Regions from separate parts of the Mus musculus genome. Here regions 1, 2, 4, 5 and 6 are each linked to region 3. A link is a contact called in public HiChIP or PLAC-seq and promoter capture Hi-C data. All regions are on one chromosome and are shown on one strand. Each heading gives the region's core, a stretch centred on a gene start, on an enhancer-like site or on the middle of the called end of the contact. The rest is flanking DNA. Distances are from core to core; before and after follow the strand shown.

Region 1 (3,585 bases), core at 92-2,591, 2.0 Mb before region 3:
TTCAGTGGTTCTAAACGTAATCACTACTATCACTAGTATTCAGTGATTCTAAACGTAATCACTACTATCACTAGTATTCAGTGGTTCTAAACCTTCTCAATGCTGAGACCTTTCAATACAGTTCCTCATGTTGTGGTGGCGCCCCAACCACAAAATTATTCCATTGCTACTTCACAAGTGTAATTTTGCTACTGTTATGAATCATAATGTAAAGCATATGATATGCAGGATATCTGACTTGTGACCCCCCAAAGAGGTTGCCACCCACAAGTTGAGAACCACCAGTTTAAAATAATGTAGAGAATGAATGAATGAATGAATGAATGCCAACTTAACTGGGAGGAATGGGTTGCGTCCAGTGGGAACACAGAAAGAAGGAATTATCCATCAGCCTGAAGCATCCCAGAAGGCTTTGCAAGACAAGGATAAGATGTGATTATAACCTTAAAAGGTGAGACATTCACCTTAAGATGGATGGGGGAAAGGAAGACTTCATGTCCGAGGAAGCAGCCTGAGCAAAGGTTTATGAGGGACGTTGTTGCTCTGAGCTAGGTAGTGCAAGGAAATGGAGGACACGTGACAAAAGTGCCCCTTTGAGACCAGACCACTCATCTGGGCATGACGGGATTGAAACACATTGAATCAGGATAAATGGAAGGAAGAAAAAGATCCTGACGTTGGCAATATAATTAATAGGCTCCTCTTGATAGGTTAATCTAGATCCATTCTCATGTAAAGACAAAATGTGATTGCACAAATGCATTTCCAACAGAGTTGAGGGAAATCTAGAGTCCAGGCACACCAACCTTTCCACATAAGCTGGGTTTGGCAGCCCAGGAGCAGGGGGCCAGCCAGTGCTTTCAGGTTAAGCACCTGAAGTGTCTCCTGGCAGAGTGCAGAAACACCCAGCTAGTTGTCACAGGACCAAGTCCTTCCTCTCCTACCCAGGTAGCTGGATGCTCCCCACTTCTCCCTACAGCCAGGGGAGAGGATAGTATAGTAGTATAGTAGATTCTTTGAACAATGCATAGGAGGGAGCAAGCCAATCTGCAAACCTGCTGCCCTGGGTTCCATGAGGGACTTGAATGGAGCTGCAGCAGAGAGGCGTTGGTCCATCCCCATTCAAGTCCTGTTCAATGTACTCTGTCCGTTTCCTGCTCAGATTTGAGGATTTTCGGGCCTTGAGGGAAAGTCCCTAGGGGCCAGCATTAGACCGAGAACAATCACACGAGATTGACAAGAGTGGCGAGCACAGAAGGAAAGGCAGTGTCTTGTCCAGAGCTCGAGAAGGGCGGGGGAGGGCGGTGGAGCCCGGGTTACTTTGAGGAGGCTGCACAGCCACAGAGCGACGGGGAAGAGAGCTAGCGGGGACGACCAGGCGGCCCGCTTGGGGGAAGGGAGTCGGCGGCTCAGTGGGCCTCTGGGGTGTAGTATGTGTCAGTGCCTGTGAGTGTGTTTGTGTGTGTGTATGTCTGTGTGTGTCTGGCGGAGAGCCAGGGTGATTTCCCATAAACCACATGCCCCGCCAGCCCGCCCGCTTAAAAGGCTGTGCCGAGGGCTGGCCAGCGAAGCTCGGCCAGGGGAAAGTGAAAGTTTGCCTCGGTGCTCTCGGTGTCGCTGCGGCTCTCTGCATCCCAGGACAGCGGCGTGGCCCTCGACCGGGGCGCGGGCTCTTCAGCCACTAGCGAGCAAGGGAGCGAGCGAACCAGGGCGGCCAACACGCCGTGCCGGGACCCAGCTGCCCGTATGACCGCGCGGGGCGCCGCGGGGCGCTGCCCTTCTTCGGTAAGCTGCAACCGTGGCGCGCGGGGCCCGGGCCGGGCTGGGGCAGGAGCTCTGCAGCAAGCAGCAGGCGGCTCTGCGGGGCCACTTGGAGCGGACAGCCCCTTCTCGCCAGCTGCCCAGGCTTCTCGGCCCTGGGTTCTGGCTTCCTTACTGCTTCTAAGCTACGGCTGAGGCCCGCGGTATTTCAATAGCTGCTCCTGGGGCTGCAGCGCTTTGCGAGGTAAAGAGAAGGCTGCTCATCCCATTGCACGGAGGAGAACACTGAGCTACCCACAGGCTGGAGAGAGAGATGGGGGTCTGGGGGGGGGGGGTATCGCAGGGATTGGCACAGGCCCAATGTCTGCCAGAATGGTCAACCAGGTCTCCAGGTTCCGAGTGACACAAGATCCGAGTGTGGCATCATCCCCAGTAGATATCTTTCTTTGGTTGTTGCACATGTTTTAGGCCCCAGTTGGGAGTGGGCCTTCAGGGTAGGGAAAATTCAGGCTCACTCAGCTTTACACCAGGACCTGTGCTGAGCAACCTGTTGGCAGAGAGAGAGAGAGAGAGAGAGAGAGAGAGAGAGAGATGGGCATGCTGCTACTTGTTCAATGGATGTGTAGGAACTATTAGGGACTTGGGTGGCTCTTTGAGGGGAGCTGGACCCGAATCTTTTCTTGAAGAAAATGAGATGGGGCTATTCTAGACTCTGCGGCTGACTGAGGAAAGAAAGTGCAAGGAGAGTTCAGAGCTGCAGCTGATAATGGGCTGCTCAGAAGCTGTCTCCAGTAATGGCAGCAGATGATAGCATGGCTCTTACAGAGTGAAGGATGGTACTTTCAATCCACAGCAAGTGGGTTTGCTTCAGAAGAGAATGAGAGGGAAAACCTGGAGGGTAGGAACCGAACTTGTGATGGGCAGCGCGTTGCAGGTGTCTGGGAGGAGAGAAAAGTAGAACAGCAGAGAGAGGGGCTCAGTGAGAGGCAGAAGGTGGGGTTAGGAGGAGGGGAAGGGAGGAAGTTATCCCACATGCAACAAGCATAAAGAGAGAAGAGGGAAGAAAAGAAAGACTACAAGGAGACATAAGAGGAAAGAGAGGAGGCCGAGGTTCAGCCAGGCAGTCAGGCCGGGTCTCTGTCTGCAGACTGTACTGATTGGAAAATGGAACATGATGTCTTGAAGTGCTCAGAGACTGCCGCAGTTTCCAGGCTGCTCTCATAGTCAGAGGCTGAGGCAGTGGGTGGGAGGAAGAAGCAAGCCAGGAAGAGCCTGTCCAGCCAGATGCAGGCTAGAGTATTAACCCTTGGGTGTCCATCTGTATCCCTGTCTATGGCAGCATTGGGGTTACAGAGCCAGATCCAGGAGTGGCTGGTCATCTTTGAAGCCAGCAGCTGTGCATTATTTCTGTGCATGCTTGAAATGCCACCAAAAGCCAGGTAGCCCTGAAGTAATGTCTTTATCTTGCTATCTCCAAACATCAATGGCTTGAAATTCCTGGGTTGAGATATTTCTGAACATCTCCATTCCCGGGTCCTTTCCTTCATACCATACACACATGGACTGACAGGCTGAGTGATACCAGCCTGGGCCAGAGTCATCTTCTGCAGTCATTTCCTTTAACAGGTTCTGAGACTGGGGTTCAGGAGACCCGGGCTGCCACTCCCACTCAGGACTAACTTTCCAATTGCCCAACCATGCCCAATGCAGTTTATCAACCCATAGCTGGCTGCACCCTCTCCCCCACCTCTTTCTCCCTGTCTCTCTGTGTCTGTCACTCTGTGTCTCTGACTGTCTGTCTCTGACTGTCTGTCTCTGACTCTC
Region 2 (3,975 bases), core at 975-3,474, 1.5 Mb before region 3:
CATTTAAAGAGTTTTCATTAGTAACTTGGCAAATGCTTCAAAAAAATTTACCTTTGTTCCAAATGGCTGCTTTTTGTATAAGACATAACTATATTACTTTTGTCAGGTATCATACCAGCAAAAGATCAGAGCTCTAAAAAACCTGCATCAGTTATAAGGATTCTTGGGTTTACTAGTTTCTGACATTAATTAACTTTAGCTATTTACCTTTCTGGACTTAGTTCCTTATCTGTAATTGCTACAATTTATTGAACACCACACAAACACATCTTGGTTCTGTACTGGGTGTTTTAAGCTTTGGAGCCAGCTTTAAAAACATCCTATCTCAACCATTCATTAGGTGTTTGACCCTGGGCAAGGTACTTTTAAGCTTGCTAAATTTCTTGACCATAAAGGGCTTTGGTGGGGGGGGGGGGGCAGGAAGGGGGGTTATGTACGTTTTATAATGAAAACACTAAGAATAGTGCCTGGCTGGGCATGGTGATGCACACCTTTGTTCCCAGCATTCAAGGGATAGAGGCAGGCAGATCTCTGTGAGTTACAGGCCAGCATGGTCTACAAAGTTTGTTCCAGGACAGCCAGGGCCACGTAGAATAAGTTTTTAAAAAAAAATGTCTTAAGACAACACACACATAATGTATGTATGAAATAAAATAACCCAATGAAGAAACTGAAGCCCCAAGAGGCTCCTTCTGTTCGGCACTCATGTTGCTAGCAGACAGCATCGGAGAATGGGGTTGAAGTCAGACGTGTCTAACTAGGAAATCCCTATTTTTACTGACAATAACTTACTGTTGAGAGTGGCTGGACTAGCAGCCAGCATCATCCATTTTCAGGGTTATTGAGGCAATTAAGGAAATAGTGTAGCCTGACTGTGCCTGCACAGGGAATGCATTCAGTAAAGATGTCCTTATCTAAAGCCCTTTTCTAGACCACTTAAAATTTATTCAAAACCATTTTAGTAGGAACAGTTGTAGAACTGGGAGGAACATTTCTGCCTTTAAAATGCAACTGAAAGGCTTCAACCATCTACTCTTACTTGGAGATAGTCTCTATGCCCTAAAGGTAACAGGAATAAAAGCTAGAAAATAGTAGCAGTGTAAGTTAAGGCTCTCAGAACTTCAAAGGGAGGCTGGTAGGAGACACTTACAGCCCAGATTAAGTCCTTGTGAATCTGTGCATAGGACTCCAACAATGGATGGATTCTTCATTCTAATTTTGGGAGCACAAGAAAGATGAACCAGATGATGTGAAGAAAATATTTCAAATTACTGTAGTAAAACAGATTTTCTATGCACCGAGTATTAAGCACTTCAAATCAGCCCTTAAATTTTTTCGCCCCCTTTCAGAGGACAAACTGTGAGTTGTTTAAATAAACAAAACAAAACCCAAACCATTTTCTCAGGCACCTCTGCTTCACAAAGACACAAACAAGGCAGTTATCTTTAGGGCTCTGTCCTTGGTATAGAAGCATGCTCTAGGACTGCAACTCCTGAAGACAACTGTTAAATCTCAGTAACGGGAATTGCTCCTGGAGGGGATTAAGAAGCTCAAGGAGGAGGTGTCTTCTTGTAAGCCACTTTACACCTCCCAATTTTAAATTTTACAGAGATAGCTGAAAAACTTTACGGATATATTTACTTCACAAGCGCTGAGCAACTGACGGGCCACAAACGCGGGAAGATGTGCGTGAAAGTGCTTTGGCACTGCGGGGGCTCGATTTAGCACACCCGGGGCATCCTTCCCCAAACTTAATCCGTTTCCCAAACTTCTCAAGAGCTACTCGATTCTGCGAACACGCCTAACGAAACTTTACTACCCAGTAACGAGCGGCCCGGCCGTAGGCAGAAGTCACCCGCTCGCCGCCCCGAGTGCCCCAAACGCTTCCGCAGACACTCGCGGTCCATGCCGCTGTCCCATTCCAGCTCCCCTGTCCGGAGCCCAGGACCGGCCGCACGCACTACTCACGTGTCCTCCAAATGCTGCTCCAAAGTCGCCTCCATCCCGCAGGCTGTCCGCCCCAGGCCAGGACCCCGCAGCAAAACACTTCCTCCTTCACCGCAAACCTCGATCACGTGACTTGACCGAGGCGGGCGCCTGGACGGCGTCTCCAGAGGGACGAAATTCAGCGCGGCGCCGCGTCCGCGCTCTTTACGAAAAGGCATAGCTACTACCACAGGACCAGTGATGGCTGGCTTTCGATTGGGGGTGCTGGGCCTTCAAAGCAATCTGTAGTCGGGCCTCAGGGCCTTTTCCTGACCTAGCACTTGGACTTAGTGATTTTTAACCTTTGGATTTGGTTCAAGCAATTTCCAGTCCTAACCAGACGTAGACCTGGTTTAAATTTTAAAGTAACCAGCAGGTCTGGCATGGTCTCATCTATGCAATAGGCCAATCGCTAAGAAGACAGTGCTCAGTTTCTGACCCTAGGTCAAGAGGCTGAGGTGTATACTTTACCTATCAAAGCAGAACTGGCCTCCAGGTTCTGCATCCCTCAGTTCCCACCTGGCATACCTTGCCCCCAACCCTGAACTTTCCAGCCCAGGGGCTGGGCTGCCCTTCCCTTTCTATAGGGCTCCTTTCTATAGAATCCAGACATTTTGGTCTCCTTCTCCTTTTCTCTCTCTGCACACATTCCCCCTTCTCTCTTTCTTCCTTCCTTTCCCAGGAAACTTCGCTGGCCTTGGTCCTTGGGGCCAGTGAACTCACCCACCGGCTGGCAGCTTCCCAATAAACCTGCCTTTAACATCATCTACTCTGGTTTAAATTGATTCATTTCACCAACATCGGAGGAGAAGTAACCTATCACACAGGGCCGATGGGGAGGGGTGCACACACGGGACTAAAGGAAGAGATGGCACACGTTGAAACCCCAAACTGCGTGCTGGGAAAGTGTCAGAATCTTAACATTGGTACCTTCTTTGTTCTCGTAGGTTGGCCTCGAATTCTCCCACCTTTGTCCTGTGATTTACTGCCATGTGCCATATTTAATTTGCATTGATACTTCTAATAGCTAGGTCATGGGAAGTTTTAGGGGGAAGAAATTAGGTTTAAGTTTTAGGTGTTAGTGAAGACCGTGTATTATTACTTTAAAATAACTGAGCTTTAAAATTTTTATTCCCTTTTCTGTTTTAGAGACAGTATCTCATATACCCCTCATTGCCCTCAAATTTGCAGTGTGTCCGAGGCTGGCCTTGAAGTATTGATCTCTCTGCTTTTACTTCCCAAGTGCTGGGATTACACCAACATGCCTGGGTTTAAAAACTTTAGAATAAACTAACCACTCATAGTCCTACTGTGAAGAGATGATAGTTTGATAAGGATATTTTGGAGACTATCTTTTCCATATGGCTATCTTTGCAAATGTATTATTTGAATTTTTTTTGTTTTTTGTTTTTTGTTTTTTTTTTTTTTTTGTTTTTCGAGACAGGGTTTCTCTGTGTAGCCCTGGCTGTCCTGGAACTCACTCTGTAGAGAAATGTTTTTTAAAAGCAAAATCAATATACATACTATATATACAATTCTGAATTATGTAGCAGGGATTCTTCACAGAATTTATTATAAATACCTTTTCAGGACAGTAAGTTTTTATTTACTTTGTTTGTAATAGTTGCAAAACACACCAACTTTGTTATCATAGCTACACCTAAAGTGAACTTACTGTTCATTAGTGACCAATTAAGTTGCTCTTGTGTCCCCTCCCTACCCTCTGTCCTGGTGGTACCAGGTTCTGTGCTGGTTGAATATTCTTTAGCCCAATATTGTGCATTTAAATTTTTTCTTCATGGTTAATTACTAGAAATAGAATTGTTTGGTCAAAAGTTATGGTCATTTTCAAGAAAAATATATATATGTATATATATTATTTACATGAAGAAGGGTTTATGAAAACAAGGGTGTGTCCATGGCTCATCTCTACCCCTTCCTGTGTAGCGTGCCTTGCACTTAGCTTCCTCTAGCAATCTGATCTCTGGC
Region 3 (4,003 bases), core at 208-2,707:
GGCTCAGTGGCAGTTTGTCTAGCATGAACCAATCAGGGTGGCGGGGATGGGGACTGTGGGGTGGGGGTGAGGCAGAGATTGAGATTCAATTGTCTTCTTAGCTATTTCAGCAGTAGGCAAGGGAACTGACTGATCACTCCCTCTTTTCTAAAACAACTCCCTAACAACTTCCTTCCTTCCAAGGGGTTCCTCTAACCTGACTGTCAACTCTGCTTATCTTTAACCTCTAAGTTTCTCTTGGTCCTCTCTTCCAGTTACTCCCCATCCCTAAGAGAGTTTATGTAGACCGGAGGGTCAAATCATCTACATCCTGATGGATCTCAAATTTATATCTCAGACTCATCACCACTGAACTTTCTCCATCCCCCATAAAACTGAACTCTCAATTTCTTTGGTCCCAGCTTTGTTCTTACCCTATCTTCTCTCTTATTAAATGATATCAGTCAGCAGGCCCCCAACCTAAGATTCATTCCTAATTGTTTCGTTCGACCCTCTGCTTTCTCAAGTCTAAATCTATTAAAATAGGTTTAATAAAGCTAAAATAAACAAAATCTAAAATAAAATAACCACTCTTGGCCAATTGGACGAGAATAGCCACCTTAGACTTCCCCTGTGAACATTCGTGCTTCAGTTGGATATTTTACATACACAGTGAGACTCACTCCAGTTCCCGATGGGCCTGAAACTCATTGTGTAGTCCAGGCTAACCTCAAACTCGTGGCAATTCTGTTCCTGTTTTCAAAATGCTGGGATTCCAGGAGTAAACCACCACGCCCTGCATAAAGTTAACCTTTAAAAACATGAACTAGATATAGTTGTTTCTGGGCCCACCCTCTCCTCGGGGCTTCCTGTTGTCATTACAATGGCCCAAAGGCTCCACCGGGTCTGGTCGTTTGTCCAGATCTTGGCGCCTCAGTACTCTTTGGCCATAGACTCTACTTATCTATCCATCCTTTCGCTTGCATTTTGCTAGTTGTGAAATATGGAAGACACACCCCACCTCGGGGTTTGTGGCTGATTTCCTCTCAACCCAGGAAGGTATTCTTCTCATCCAGCCTCTTTTGGATAGGCTCGTTTCTTCATAGCACGAACAAAAGCATGCAAAGCCCTCCCTGGTGACCTGTGAATTTTGCTACTCTTTTTGTTGTTCGTGTTCCCTCTCCTGGGTCACGAGGATGAGAGCTCTATAAGTGACTTTCCCTATGTATGCCTAGGCATTGGGGACCTACTAGGCACTCAACTAACAGCTGTCCCATGGTTGCATCCCTTCAAAATTCTCTTTCTGATTTTTTTTTCCCTTCCTCATTTCAATGTTGGCCTTAACCACCTTCTCAAAGGCAAGGCCCCAGTTCCTGTTGGCACACTATGCCCCCCACCCTTTGAAGAACGGCTCCCTTAAATAGATTCCGGACACAGCGGGGAAGGCGGAGACCAGGGCGGGGGGGGCGGGGCCTGCGTGCTGCGTGCGTGCGCGTTCCGGAGGCGCCGCCGCCGCCGCTCCCGAGGCCGCTGCTCCTGCCGCCGCCGTGCAGAGCCCGAGCCCGAGCCGCGGCCGAGAGGAGGGAGGAGGAGGAGGTGGAGGAGGCGCCGGGCCGCGGGGTGAGTACGGGGTGCGAGTGAGGGGCGCGGACTGGCCGCACCTCGGTGGCCTATTCTTAACCGTCCGCGAGTCCGGGGCGGCGGCCGGGGGCCCGGCGGGCGGGAGGGGCCGCGGCTGAAGGCCGGAGCCAGCCACGCCCGCGGACCGAGGCGGCCCGGCGGGGCCTGCGGGACCGGCCGCGAGGGGCGGGCCGCGAGATGGGACGCGTGTCCGCGCCCGCTCGGCTGTCGTCCCCGCGGACGGAGAGGTGCGGTGCCCTCCGCGCGGCCTTTGCCCCGGCCGCCGAGCGCTGACACCTCTGTGTCCCACTCCGCCGCCAGCCCGGGTTCCCGCCCTCCCTGCCCTCTGTATTCTGCCGCTTGCCATGTGTTCGCCTTTGCAGCGTCGCTCTCGACTCTCTGATATCTGCTGCTACCCCTGAATTTTGTCAGGAAAGAGGCCACGGTGTGATTCCGGTCTTCCGCCCACCGAGGGCGTGTGAGGAGTGTGGGGTGGTGGGATTGTAGCTTGTCTCCTTACTCAGAAAGTTAAGGGCAGTGTCTTCTGCTGAGTTGTGTAATTGGCTGTTGTAAGGAGAAGAGCAAGGAAGGACAGTTGTGTCCCCCGCGTCCGCCCCCCCTCCTATCTGAGATTTCCTCACAGGATAGAAAACTAGAGTTGAGGGGACCTTTCATGCCTTGGAAAAAGAGCTACCGCTCAGAAACTGTGAGTGTATTGCCGTTGGGAAAGGAAAATCGTTTTGTCGCTGCTTTGAAGGAAGTACTGTGTAAGAAATGGAATAAAAGGGCAGGAGGTTAATGGGCCAAGCGGGACAGGTACCAACCGCTGTTGTCTGCTTCTTGGGTGGCTGAAGATACTGTTTTTATTAGAGTCAAAGTGTCGACTCTCAGAATTAACCAGGGGAGTTAGCCTTCAGAAGCGGGCGGTTAGAAGAGATGATGCTGGAAACAGGATTTGGAAACTTTCTTTGAGTTTCCTGTCAGAGTGTGTGGGGGTAGATATGCCTGTGAGTACTTTTTTCTTTTGATGTAATTGATTTCTGTAACACTTTGGTAGAGTAAGTACTAGATTAGGTCCCAGACTCTTTCCTGTCTTTATGCTCTTCTGTAACACTTTGTTTCAAAATTAAATTTACATTTTCGGATATTCTTTCTTAGTGTGACTCTTGTTTAGTTTAGTTCCTTGCTACTTCAGGTTCTGTTATGATTGTGTTCGTTAGCAAGGATTATACCTGTCCCAGCATTTGTCGAATGAGTTGAGTGGTCTGTTTACACATCTCTTATCTTTTTGAGAGAAATCTTTATGTTAAATGTTGCATTCCGCTTCCATTATAAAAAATGTCATTCTTAACCATTTCTAGAACATGGTGATGCATATGAACTCTTCCTTTGCCCAGGAAAAACAAAACAGACATTTATCCCCAGAATGTTGTATTCAGCTTCTGGTCTCCTCTAAAGCCACCCATAGACACCGATCTTAAAAGTGAACAGAGATCTCGATGTTATTCAGTTTCATATTAAAACTTTGCAAAAGTGCACACTTTTTGTGGCCTCAGGTGTGATCGTGCTTTCACCCTAAATTCTGAGGATTTTGGAACAAGGTTTAAAATTGATTTCAGTTTTATGAGGAAAAGTTCTCAGGAACCTCTCTCCCCTCCCCCCAATCTCCTGTGGCTCAGTGGTGTCACTGAGGAAGACCTTGAACCACCAACTCTCTTGCCTCGACCTCCAGAGTGCTTGGATCAGTATAGACTTCCCTGGTTTATGTGGTGTTGGGATGAAACCCAGCTTCATGCAGGGAACTTTTAGCAGTCATTTTGTTTGTAGTGTTGAGGAGCTAATCCAGAGCCTCAAGCAGGGTTGGCAAGCACTTTGCCCCTGAGCTATATCCCCGGCTCTAACCAGTAGCCATTTTTAACCAATACTCCCTAGTATATTTTGACCCCTCTAAACTCATAATCATGACTAATCAGACTTTTGTATAATCTATGTTTTAGTAATATGAGCATTTGAAAATCAAATAATTTCTTTTTTTTCCTCTTCCAAGCTTGTTCATATGTGTGGTCTTCATGTAGTCAGTTGTGAAAATATGCAACATTCAGGAAGTACTTAATTGAATGTCTGCTGTGTGGATAAGGAGTTCTTGCTGTCATCCCTTCAGCAGGAGGGACAAGACCCTAGCCAAGTAAATGTAGTGTCAGGTGTTAGAGCTGTGTGGAAGGGTGAGGACTGGTGAGGGGCTAGAGAATACTGTCAGGGAAGACCTGAAGGAAGTGAGGAGGGCTGTGTGCTTCCTCAGATGCAAAAAGATGACAGGAAGAGCGAGCGGCCTGCTAGGGCAAAGACCCTCCAGTATATGTGACCCTTTGAGAACAGCTAGGAGGGCAGTGTGGTGTAAGAACAG
Region 4 (3,516 bases), core at 1,011-3,510, 1.7 Mb before region 3:
GTGGTTCTAGGCAAAAAAAAAAAAAAAAAAAAAAAAAAGCCCTAAAACTAATGAATCTGGAAATTGCTTTTGGGAGATGGCCAACAAAGTCTAATGCTTCATGTTTTGGATACGGCAGCTTCTCAATTACTTAGCAAATGGGTCCTCAGAGGCGGGCACTGTGGGTGTTATCAAGATGAAAAAACACAGTGCAGCCTAGAGGAACCCGGAGTCTGGGAGAGAAGTCAAGTGCAAGGACTGGGACAGTAATAGGACAGTAAGACAGCATGAGGCAGAGTATGGCACCTCCTAAGTTCCCTTCATTGCAACAGGGAGCCAGGCCTTCAACCTGATGATCTTAAGGGACACAAGGACACACTCATAAACCATTTCTCTACTGAGAGCAGCAGGTTTAGGACTTCTCTCCACCTAGCCCAGAAACATTTCTCTGCCCAAGGCCGTGCTGTCCTGGCTCCAAGGTGGAGGCTGTGGTGAATATGTCAGAGATCATAAATATCAAGATCGAGAGCATCCAAGACGCAGGATGGGGCCATGGTGGTCTGACCAGGTTTCTGGAGGAGGAGAGAAGGAGGCTCTTCCTTGATGTAGTCTTGCCATTCTATTCCACCCTGGCTTCCAGTCAGCCACAATGAAACAGTGAAACTGCAACAATACAACCAGCTTAGCTGTAAGGGATACACAGGTTAGACTCTGCGTGAGGAGGTGCAGAGAAACAGACAGGAAGAGAGAGAGGTTAGAGGTCAGGGGTCGGGAGCGCTCAGGTGTCACCAAGGGCTGCAGTGGGTGGAGCTGAGGGCTACGGAGAGGCGGGGAGTGGGGCCGAGAGGGGATGGAAGCGGAGGCGCGCAGGGGCGGCGCGCGACGCTGGGCACTGGCTGCTAGCGGGTTACGCGCCTCCGCTGGGCTGGGATGCGCGGATGAAGGCTGAGCTCTGCTGCCCGAGCTCCGCAACGCCCCAGGTCGGCCTTGCGCCTCGCAGCGCCGCGCCCACCCCGCCCCGCGGAGGGTGCGCCCTGGTCAGGCGAGGCCGAGAGGAAAAGGCGCCACTTGGAGCGTCGCATCCTCTGTCATCGCGGGAGGGAGTCGCAGAGCCCTTTGAGCCCCATTCCTCTGGCGCCCAGGCGCTCCCTTCCCTAGACCACCTCGCGCCCGCCCCTAGCAGGGAGCCAAGGCCGGCGCCCCGCCCGGAGATGGGCAGACGCGCAGATGGCGCGGCTCCCGGCGGCGCCAGATCTCAGGAACCCGGCGCCGGGGCGCTGCGCTGAGGCTCCCTCTTGGCGCGGCCCAGGAAGCCTGCAGGTGTCCTTGGCCATTCGGCCACCGCCCGGGACACTCCGCCAGCACCCGGTGCCTGGCTCTTCAGAGCAGCCCCGCCCTCCAGGCTCTGCGCCGCGCAGGACGCCCCGTCTGAACCCCCCCTCGTCCCGGCGCGGCCCCCGCAGCGCTGCATCCAGCCCGGCGCAGCTCCCGGCCACGGACGCAGGACCCAGGCTCGCTGCTGCGGGCGCGCTTGTTTTCCTGCCGCCTGGTCCTGAGCAACCCCCACCCGCTGGTCCGTCTCGCTCGACTCAACCCCGCCCGCCATCGGTGCTCCGCGCTGGATTTATGAATGGGGGGAACGGGCCACATGCCCGCCACCGCCGCCTCGAGTTGACCGCACACTGCCCGGCCCCGCAGAGCTCTGGCTACCGTAGGAGCATCCGCCCGGCCCCGGTAGCCGCTCCGAGGACTTGTTGCTGTTACGCTGCTGCCTCCGCCGCTGCCGCCGCCCGGAGAAACCCTGCCGCCTTCGGGCTCGCCGCGTTCTAGGAGCCAAAGGGTGGCCCGTGTGAGTGTGAGCGCGCGCGCCGCGGACCCTCGCAGTGCTCTGGGACTGTGCGCTTCTCTGCCTTTCTGGGGTCGGGGGGGCGTGTCCCCGGCCCAGAGCATCCTTGTGCTTGCCCCTACCTCCTGGGACCCCGGACCCTTTGGTTTGAGTCCTCGACCCAGGTCTTCACCTCCTGCCTCCACTAGGTTCTGCCTGCCTAAATCCCAACCACCTGTGCACCACAGAAAGCCAACTCTTCCTGCTCCGCGCCCCGGGGGGGTTGGGGGGGAGGCAGGGGCAGAGCCACTCCGCAGAAGGGGCCGCTACCACCTCCTGCCTCCTCCTCCTCCTCCACCTCCTCCTTGTCGTCTCCTCCCCCTCCCCGTTCTGACGCTGCCTCCTTGGGAAGGGTGTTTGGAGGGCAGCGGCCGCCCCAAGCCGGAGCCCCGCAGCGCTTCTTATGATCAGCTCGGTGTGTGTCTCCTCCTACCGCGGGCGCAAGTCGGGGAACAAGCCTCCGTCCAAAACATGTCTGAAGGAGGAGATGGCCAAGGGCGAGGCGTCGGAGAAGATCATCATCAACGTGGGCGGCACGCGACATGAGACCTACCGCAGCACCCTGCGCACCCTACCGGGCACCCGCCTTGCCTGGTTGGCGGATCCCGACGGCGGGGGTCGGCCAGAGTCGGATGGCGGCGGTGCAGGCAGCAGCGGCAGCAGCGGCGGCGGCGGCGGCGGCGGGGGCTGTGAGTTCTTCTTTGATCGGCACCCGGGTGTTTTTGCCTATGTGCTCAACTACTACCGTACGGGCAAGCTGCATTGCCCCGCAGACGTCTGTGGGCCTCTCTTTGAGGAAGAGCTCACCTTCTGGGGTATCGATGAAACAGATGTGGAACCCTGCTGCTGGATGACCTACCGGCAGCACCGCGATGCTGAGGAGGCACTGGACATCTTCGAGAGCCCGGACGGGGGCGGGGGTGGCGCAGGGCCAGGCGACGAGGCTGGCGACGATGAGCGGGAGTTGGCCTTGCAGCGCCTGGGCCCCCATGAAGGAGGCTCTGGCCCTGGTGCTGGGTCCGGAGGGTGCCGTGGCTGGCAGCCCCGAATGTGGGCGCTCTTCGAGGATCCCTACTCATCCCGGGCGGCCAGGGTGAGTGGCAGAAGCCAGGATCTCCCCATCTCCGTGCCCAAGGGTTTCTTGGTGTTAGTGTTGGTAGGTCAGATGGGGAGGGGGTTGGAAGGAGACTGACGTACCTGGCAGACGATAACTACCTGCCTCCTAACACCCACCCTCCTTGGTCTCCTGCATGCTCCATCAGGAAATTGCACACACTTAACTTACTACTTGGACCTGATCCGAGCTGTCTGCTCTGGCACATGCCCCTCAGTGAGTGGCAAGCCTTCAACTTGAGCATTTCTCACTCCTTTTTGATCAGCACAATTGCCCTCCACAGGACCACAAAGTCCTGGAGAGCTTAAACTTGGCCTTTTTCAGGGGTGAGGCCGGATCAAGAGAAGGAACCGTGGATTATGTAGGACACTTAACCTGTTTCTATCCTGCCAGCAGCTCTGTATGCAGGCGCCTATGGATTTCAGAAAAGGGGGGGGGGGCATAGTTTCTAGAATACCTGTCTCATAAAGGACAGAGATTCCCCAGAACACAGGCCCCCTCTCCTGAGAGAGGGCATTTTCTCCTAGGAGCAGGCCAT
Region 5 (3,658 bases), core at 402-2,901, 1.4 Mb before region 3:
GTTCCAGCACATACTTGAATGCTCTCAGATGGTTGCCAACTGTGTGAACAAATAAAAAAGCAGATAGCACTAAGGGATCTTTGATTCTTGGCTTTGTGGTCACCCTCCAGTGGGAGAGGTGGTTTCACCTAACACCTGTGGTCATTATCCTTGAAAGGTTGCCACTGGGTCAGGCTGGGCCATTGGGGGACATAGAGCCACAATCTATCCTTCCTCCATAATGGAGATAATGGCCTTGGAGTGTTGGACACTGCAGATGGGACCCACTATACATACTGCAACTGTCTCAAGAGATAGAAGCAGAGTTGCTCTCGCAGTGGAGTGTGAAGATATTTGTTCAAGGTACTTGAGACAATGCCAGGCTACTATAACAGGACTCTCTGAACCTCTGTCTCCTCATCTGCAGCATGTCACACAGGTGTCACCAGCTACTTTCTGATGCTTATCAGAGGCAATGACAAGAACACTCAGTCACACACCTGCTTATTCAAACATCCCCTGAGTACCTCTTGTACATCTTTCTCAGTGCTAAAGTATGGATGGAGATACAGTCCAGACGCAGGGTCATCAACTGCTACTGGGTCTCTGGGCCCTGGCCCATCAGAGCGGCACTGTTAAGTGAAGAAAACAAGAAATAAGCTTCACCACTTAGTATTGATTTTGCCCCTTACTTCTCTGACTTTGGGAGTAGAAGGTGTGGAATGGCAGCTGCGTGTCCTGTGGCCACCTCTCAGGAGCCTGAGAAGCAGCAGTCTCCTGGCAGTCTGAGGACACACCTGGTGGTTTCGTGAAGAGATGTCCACAAAGGAGGGCATTGCCATGGTAGGGATCAGGCCTGACTCCTGTCCTTAAGTCTGTTCAAATACTCCTGTGCCTGGCCTCTTGGGGAACTCTTATAGCCCCCATAAGACAAATGTGTGAAATTTCAGTTGACACTTCTTTCAGAATGGCTGATGTATCCGGATCCCCCACCTGGCTTCAGCTGTTGCATCCTGCCCTGTCCCCACTCCCTGCCCTTGCCAGGCCTTCCTCTCTGTGCAGATGTTTGTCCTGCTAACAGCAGGAAGCTGTTACCATGTTCTCTTGTATATCATACTCCTGAACCTCCTGCCTTCCAATTTGCCCAACTTCTCCTGGCTTCATCCTGATTTTCCAGTTCATAGGCCTGGTACATAATTGTCTCCACAGATACAGTTACAGATACAGGCTTTAGGGTCTTTCCTGTCTCAAATCTCTCTTAGGCCAGAAGGCACAACTATCTGGCTTCTGACCTTGTCTCCAATAGAACACTCAACATATTTGTATGTGTGTTCTCCCTGTACACCCGAGTGGGCCTTCTACATGCAATCTCAGCCTCCCTTCCTCCTGGTAGCAGCCCCACCTGCGTTAGCTCAGAGGTCCCGTTTAGAGGGGGATTTGGGGTAAAGGGGCCCGTGTTGACTTTTCCCAGCTTGAAGGCCTGTGTACCCTTCAACGTTGAAGTCTTTAGAATGGTAGACTTTGTAGTTCTTATCAGTGTGGGTCTTGGGTAGTGAAGGTGCTATCTCACTATGTTTGTGAAGTGGTCTGAAGTTTCGGGTGCCTCTGAAGTTTGGGCATCCAGCCAGAAGGAGCCCCGCTCTATAAAGGCCGAGAGGATGGGTACTAGCTAGAGAGGCCATTTCCTGTGATCCAGAATGAGGCGCTTTGTGCTGCTCCTCGCTGCTCTCGCCATCTCCCAGAGCCATGTGGTCACCAGGTGAATGTTGGACCCTGGGTGGGCAGGGGGACTGTTGCTCTTCCGGCCCTCAGACTCCAGGGGAATTTGCTTTCACTCTTGTCTTTACACACTGAGTGTGACCCCGAGGAGAGGGAGCCAGGCAAGAAGCCTGGGGGATAGGAAAGCATAGTTTCTAGAAAGAAAAACAAAACTACTCAGTGCTCGGTCCCAGCTCTATCACCCTTAGTTTCCTCATCTGCTGTGAAACTAGGGTCTTCACAATGCCCATCTTTTAGGGTTGTTATGAGACTGCGTGAGTTAATATTTGTAAAATGCTTCAAAGAGTACTAGACCTACTGTGAAATCTATATGCGCGCTCATTAAACTAGGTTTCCTGGTGTAAGAACTCCTTTAGAGAGGTCTGAAGGTTCTCTAAAAATAACTAGGGCATCACCTCTCAGGCCGTGGGTTAGATGATTTGCACTTTACAGCTGAGAGCATTGTTCAGGGAGAGTCTCTGTGCTACCCAACACCATGTGGCTAGCGCTGGAGGTTCCAGGGCTCAGCCTGGCTGGACTTGCACTCTTGCTGCCCCCATCCCCATTTCAGGTGCTCATGTGTGTGTTCTGCCAAGGCCTGAACACAGAAAAGACTGCATACCTTCTTGGATTGGATCCTTGAAAAGAGGCTGAGTATCTTTGCTAGTGAGGGCTCTCTGGCAATGAATTTTTCTCAAGTCCAAGGTGTGATGGCAGCTAGATAAGAGACAGAACCGGAGATGAGGATCCTGGGGTGAATTCCAGACAAGGGTGGCCTTTTGACATGAGGTAGCAGCTGCATTCTGATTATAGCTGGCTTTCCTCTGGAAGAAGAGGTTCCTGAAGCCGCTATATGGCACCTATACTTCTGTAATCTCAAGTTGTCTTTTCAACTAGCTCTTAGAGAAAACGATATGATTGCTAGAAGTTTTAGGGACTGTGAGATGCACAAAGTTCTACTTTAATCTATGGGGAGAGAAAATGGTTAAATGGTCAAGTACAGAATAAAACAGTGTTGGAAAGGAAGGATTAGCCCTATTGTATAAGAAGAAACTGAAGATAAAGGCATTAAATCCCCTAAAGTGAAGATCCCAGGGCCCCAGCAGCCTCCCACTGGATGTGCAGAGGACTTGGAGAATCTCCTGGGGGAGCTCAGGGCACTGTGGCAGATTTCACGTTGCCAAGGAACACAGCAGAGCCAGGTCGAGAACTGTTTTTTTTTTTTTTTTTTTCCTGCAGTTTTCTCTCTTGATCTTTTCTTCCCCAGTTGAATTGCCTTTATTATCCCAAACCTAAGCTGGGCCAAGAGGTCCAGTTTGGTGTCCTGCTCATGCTGAGGAAGTCCTGAAGAATTTCCAGCCACTTTAGTGAAAACACTACTCAGAGAAAAGCAATTGGCAAAAGGTGGTATCACTGCCGGAAGCAGGTACCACTGTGTAGGAGACATCACTGTCTCTGCATAGACAGGTCCTTCTCACGGTGTGACCTCTGTGCTTTGGACAGTTTCTGGCACACAGTAAGGTCACAGGGAGGATTTAGTGACCGAGTAAGTGACAGTGTTCTTAGTATCTTTCAAACCAGGAGTAACAAAACTTATCACTTAAGGTGTCATAAAACAAATGTAGCGAGTCTCTACCACACTGAAAAAGAAAAGTAACAAGAAATACCAGAGTGTAGTAGTTAATGACACTAGACAGTGATCTGTAAAGCAACATAGAATCTATTATTTTACTTTGGCTTATGATTTTTAAAGTTGGAAAGTCACTGACGATGCCAGTGGATTGCCAGCCAGAGGCTGAGCTGGGAGCGAGTGTGGAGATGGTTCATAGAGCCCAGTCTTCCTTATTGTGATTTTACCCCATCTCCTCAGGATCCCCCTGCACAAAGGGAAGTCTCTGAGGAACACCCTGAAGGAGCAAGG
Region 6 (3,836 bases), core at 92-2,591, 1.8 Mb before region 3:
GGGTGGGCGTGGGTGCTGAGCCACTCGTGGGTCAGCGAGTACAGTGGGCGGCAAAAGAGTCTTGGCAGGCCCTGCCACTCAGGCGCATTCTCAGATAATGGTACGGTCCGACCCGCCTTAGCACACAGGGCACGGTCCCCGGAGTGGGATGCGCCCTGGGATTTAGGATAGTTCGGGACCGCTTCCGACGGCTCAGCGGTGATGATTCGGTGCCGAGATGCCAACTGCAAGAAGGGTAGCCATCCCCGTGGCGACGGGGAGGCCAAGTTAATCTGAGAAACAAGAACATAGTTATTTGATCTTGAAGACAGTCCCAGTTCTGAGGGGGAGCAGCCACCGCCACTCTGCGGAGCGACTTAACGGCATCAGAAAACCTTTTCCTGCAGAGGCTGGGCCCGAGGATGAGAGCTGGGTAAGTCCAGGACACAGCCTTTCCCTCGCTGAGTCCAGTTTGGCCACTAAGTCGAGGCCCAGCCTCTACGCCCTCAGCGGGCGCCATGCACAAAAGCAGAACTCTTCTCTCCCAGCTTTGGGGCCCAGTTAGGCTCCGGGGCCCTCCACCCAGTCCCCTCTTCTGGGTCGGTGGCAGAGAGGCTCGGCTCCGGATGAGCGCGATCTCTCCTCCCAGGTTCAATCACCTTGGGGGTCGGAATGGGCCCAAGATCGTCCCTACTCCACCCTCCTTTGACCTCCCGCCTCCCATTGCCTCTGCCGGCCGGGGACACAGGCGATTCTGCGGTCCCCAATGCCCTGGCCTTGTCCGGCCAGGCCAGCAGCGATCTAGCGAGGGAATCGTGGAAAATGCGAGACGTACCCAAAGTTAAGAAGCAAGAAAGCGGGAGAGTCGGGGAGACCAGGAAGGGCTGGGGATAAGAACGACATGGGGTTCCACCACCACCCCCGACCCCCGGCGTGTTACCTTCCGCGGAGCCCTCGTAGAAGTGGCCGCCGTTGAGCACCGGGCCTGGCCCGAGGTCCTGCAGGTACTTGGCGGGCGGCTTGGCGGGCTCTGGGAGGTAGGGTTCCAGGGGCCCACAGGCCGGGAAGCGGCTCAGGCGCGGACCGCGGGGTGGCGCGGGGTGCAGGTGAGGCGCAGCATCGGGAGTCCCCTGGGGACCCGGAGCCTCGTCCCCCGCGGCCGCGTAAGGACCGGCCGCCGGCCCCACGGAGAAAGGCGCGCAGCGCTCGGGGTCCATGCCGGCTCGGGCTCACAGGCCGCCGGAGCTCCGGGGCTCCCGCTAACCCGCGCGGCCTGTGAGCCAAGGGGGAGGGACCTGGGCTCGGGGGCGCGGAGCCCCCGGGAGCGGCGCGCGCCGCGGGGGGTGGGGGGCAGGAGAGGGGGCCGCGCCTCTGACTTAATGCTGGAACCATCCACGTCACGTGCGGCCCCGTGCGGGTTAACCCCTCGGAGCCCAGGAACACCCCCACCCCACCCCATTCACCCCGAGTCTGGTATCACAAGCAGTTGGAAGAGAAGAGAGGGAAGCTGCTTCCTTTCGAGGGCAGGATCCCTTTTGTCTAGCAGTCGGGTGAGTCCTTGGCTCTGAGCTGCACCCTCAAGTCCTGATATCCATCTTAGTGGCTCTTGGCCCTGGGGAGGTGAAACGGTGAGGGCAGACATCCTCCCCACCCCCGCACCCTCCCCCATCCCTCCTCCAACATTCTCTTTGAGGCCTGATCTGACATCAGTCTGAGAAGAGAGGCCTCTACTGTGGTAGAGTTTCCCCTTCACCTTGCTCGGTTTATTTTTGCTGGTAGCTGGAAAAAAGCAAGGGCATCTCCCTTAGACACTTGTTTTGCCTGGACATCCTAGAGACTGGATGCTGTGGAAACAGCAGGGGGCTTGGGAGCTTGGGCCTCAATACTGTCATTGATTATCTGTGATTTGAACCTCTCACTTAGCGTTTTCAGCTGACTGTGGTCCATCTACATTTGGTGGTGAGTTCCAAAGCCCAGGCAGGCCAAAACAGACAGAGAGATCTCTAGGTTTCACAGTGGTCTGCCCAGGTAGCTTTTTGGGTCAGCTATGGAAGAGCAGAAGGGTCATTGTCCTTCTGAGCAGCATAAACTGAATGTCACTCAGATCCACTGCAAATTAACTGCTTCAGGCTTGCTATTTTAGACATAGCGAGGGTAGGATTGCATCTCCCAAAGGTGAGTCTCCTCGACCCAAAGGAAGCCTAGGATTAGGGTATAGCTTAGCCTTTCTGAAACTGAATAATCCTTACTGTGCCTAAGATCTGGGAAGAAATACCAGAGGTCCTTTGGACCCGAGCTTAAAGATCCCTTAGGTCCGGGTTAAAACATTTATATTTTTAGGACCCCTGGAGATTAGCGAGAGGGGCAGGGAGTCAAACATCATTTGTATTCTATTTGAATTCTCATTTTTAAAAGGAATCTAAGAGGCCTGGTGTGAACACCTCCCTCTTCCGTTGGAGGCTTAGAGGAGGTTTCTTGGCTGTCCTCAGCCAGAGTTGGGCTGTAAATCAAGGCCAAACAGGAACCAGAAGCCTTGCATCTCACAAGGAGTCATTAAGCCATTATTAAACATACCGTAACTTTTCTGAAGCCTTATTGGCTTAAACACCACATTGGAGGCATTATGGCCATTAGGGCCCCTAATCACAGACTGCAGGCTAGGCAGAGATGGGAGCACCTGGGGCTGATATTTCCAGCTAGAGAAGCCTGGCTTAAAATGAGGTTTTCCCCTCTGCCTCTACCAGAGGGGAGTCCACTGGCTCTCAGCTGTGGACACTGCTGAACTGATTATTAATAAAAGGTTTTCCATAATTGTCAATGAGGTAGTGTTGACTGTCTAGAAGGTTGTATCATTTCAGGGCATCTAATCAACAAAGTTACCAAGCAGCTTAATTTGGAGGATGAAAGTATGACACAAGACCAATGCCATCAACAAATTAAACAAGGCAGCTTGGATTAAACACTGGGCCTTTTGCTCTAGGTGCCTCATTTTTCTTGTCATAAAAATGGGTCATGTACCTATAGACTGGGTATTTGAGAATCACTAGTATTTTGCCATACCATGTTAACTTAATGACAGTGGTGATTTCTCAAGAAAATGGGAACCCAGATTTCAGGGTTCTATCACTGAATCCATGGAAGTCTCTTGACTTCAGATTAAATGACCCTGACACTGGAGCTGAACAAAGGATTCTGTTGCCCCACAGACCCACCCAAACCCTTCTCAGCTCTGGAAATTCCTCTGACATTTTTTTTGCTCTAAACAGAGGCATTTTCCATGCCATAACACTGTTTCTGATTGGATTAAGGAGACAGGAGGTCCCAGATGACATCTGAGTTTAGTGGACTTGCATCTTCTAGAAGGGTTTTGTCCCAGAACTGTGGAGAATAAGGAACCCAGAGGAGCCTCTCCTGTTCCCTTTAAATCACTGATCAAAATTCAGGCCATAGTCTGTCCTTGGTTGAGGGCAGTCTGGTGGGGCGAGTGCATCGAAAACATAGGAGACCTATGCACCTATGTTTTCTAAGGTCTTATTTTCCTTCTTAGATGGTTTGAGAGTTGGGAGAACTGAGAGACCCAGGGACCCTCATTTCACAGCTGTATGCTGTATACAGTATGCTGGACTTTTATGTATCCAGCATGCATGGATTTATTTTTTCTTCCCAACAACCCACAAAGCAGGCACAATTATCAGGCCACTTTTACAGAATAAACTTTGTTCCATGTGGACGTAACTAGGTAGTATCAGATCCAGAACATGCTCTCCGATCCATTCTTCCCACCCTACAAGACTCTCCATTCTTCTTCAGCTAACAAGGCAAGGTAGAGATCACTTTTATACATCCCATTTTCCCAA

Evidence for each region. Promoter capture Hi-C pulls out the DNA fragments that hold promoters and counts their contacts. HiChIP or PLAC-seq counts read pairs in DNA pulled down with a chosen protein or histone mark.
Region 1: a promoter capture Hi-C map of liver shows a contact between it and region 3, with 2.6 times the contacts expected there. The contact joins the promoter of Csf1 here to the promoter of Rap1a in region 3. A contact is called at or near these places in 2 of 39 promoter capture datasets (both in liver).
Region 2: a contact with region 3 is called in a promoter capture Hi-C map of pre-B cells, with 6 times the contacts expected there. The contact joins the promoter of Lamtor5 here to the promoter of Rap1a in region 3. A contact is called at or near these places in 5 of 39 promoter capture datasets (hippocampal neurons, liver, pre-B cells and 1 more) and 1 of 9 other capture datasets (adipose tissue).
Region 4: an H3K27ac HiChIP or PLAC-seq map of embryonic stem cells shows a contact between it and region 3, with 5 times the contacts expected there. The contact joins the promoter of Kcnc4 here to the promoter of Rap1a in region 3. A contact is called at or near these places in 2 of 39 promoter capture datasets (hippocampal neurons and liver), 1 of 484 Hi-C or Micro-C datasets (embryonic stem cells) and 1 of 115 datasets of contacts at active chromatin or transcription factors (embryonic stem cells).
Region 5: a contact with region 3 is called in a promoter capture Hi-C map of liver, with 3 times the contacts expected there. The contact joins the promoter of Cym here to the promoter of Rap1a in region 3. A contact is called at or near these places in 4 of 39 promoter capture datasets (liver, pre-B cells and stem cell-derived epiblast-like cells).
Region 6: a promoter capture Hi-C map of embryonic stem cells shows a contact between it and region 3, with 5 times the contacts expected there. The contact joins the promoter of Alx3 here to the promoter of Rap1a in region 3. A contact is called at or near these places in 1 of 39 promoter capture datasets (embryonic stem cells) and 1 of 115 datasets of contacts at active chromatin or transcription factors (stem cell-derived neural progenitor cells).

Annotation. Positions count from the first base shown.
Region 1 is chr3:107,758,225-107,761,809 of GRCm38.p6, reverse strand. Csf1 (colony stimulating factor 1 (macrophage)) reads left to right here and starts at 1,341. Exons shown (of 9, transcript NM_007778.4): 1 at 1,341-1,785. The coding sequence starts at 1,747. The region is part of intron 1 of Gm40121 (a long non-coding RNA gene); the gene reads right to left.
Region 2 is chr3:107,277,107-107,281,081 of GRCm38.p6, reverse strand. Lamtor5 (late endosomal/lysosomal adaptor, MAPK and MTOR activator 5) reads right to left here and starts at 2,224. Exons shown (of 4, transcript NM_026774.2): 1 at 1,969-2,224; 2 at 1,151-1,212. The coding sequence starts at 2,165.
Region 3 is chr3:105,798,835-105,802,837 of GRCm38.p6, reverse strand. It overlaps Rap1a (RAS-related protein 1a), which reads left to right and starts at 1,457. Exons shown (of 8, transcript NM_145541.5): 1 at 1,457-1,599.
Region 4 is chr3:107,457,642-107,461,157 of GRCm38.p6, reverse strand. It overlaps Kcnc4 (potassium voltage gated channel, Shaw-related subfamily, member 4), which reads left to right and starts at 2,260. Exons shown (of 4, transcript NM_145922.3): 1 at 2,260-2,957. The coding sequence starts at 2,268.
Region 5 is chr3:107,219,725-107,223,382 of GRCm38.p6, reverse strand. It overlaps Cym (chymosin), which reads left to right and starts at 1,651. Exons shown (of 9, transcript NM_001111143.1): 1 at 1,651-1,738; 2 at 3,608-3,658. The coding sequence starts at 1,677.
Region 6 is chr3:107,592,536-107,596,371 of GRCm38.p6, reverse strand. It overlaps Alx3 (aristaless-like homeobox 3), which reads right to left and starts at 1,341. Exons shown (of 4, transcript NM_007441.3): 1 at 920-1,341. The coding sequence starts at 1,196.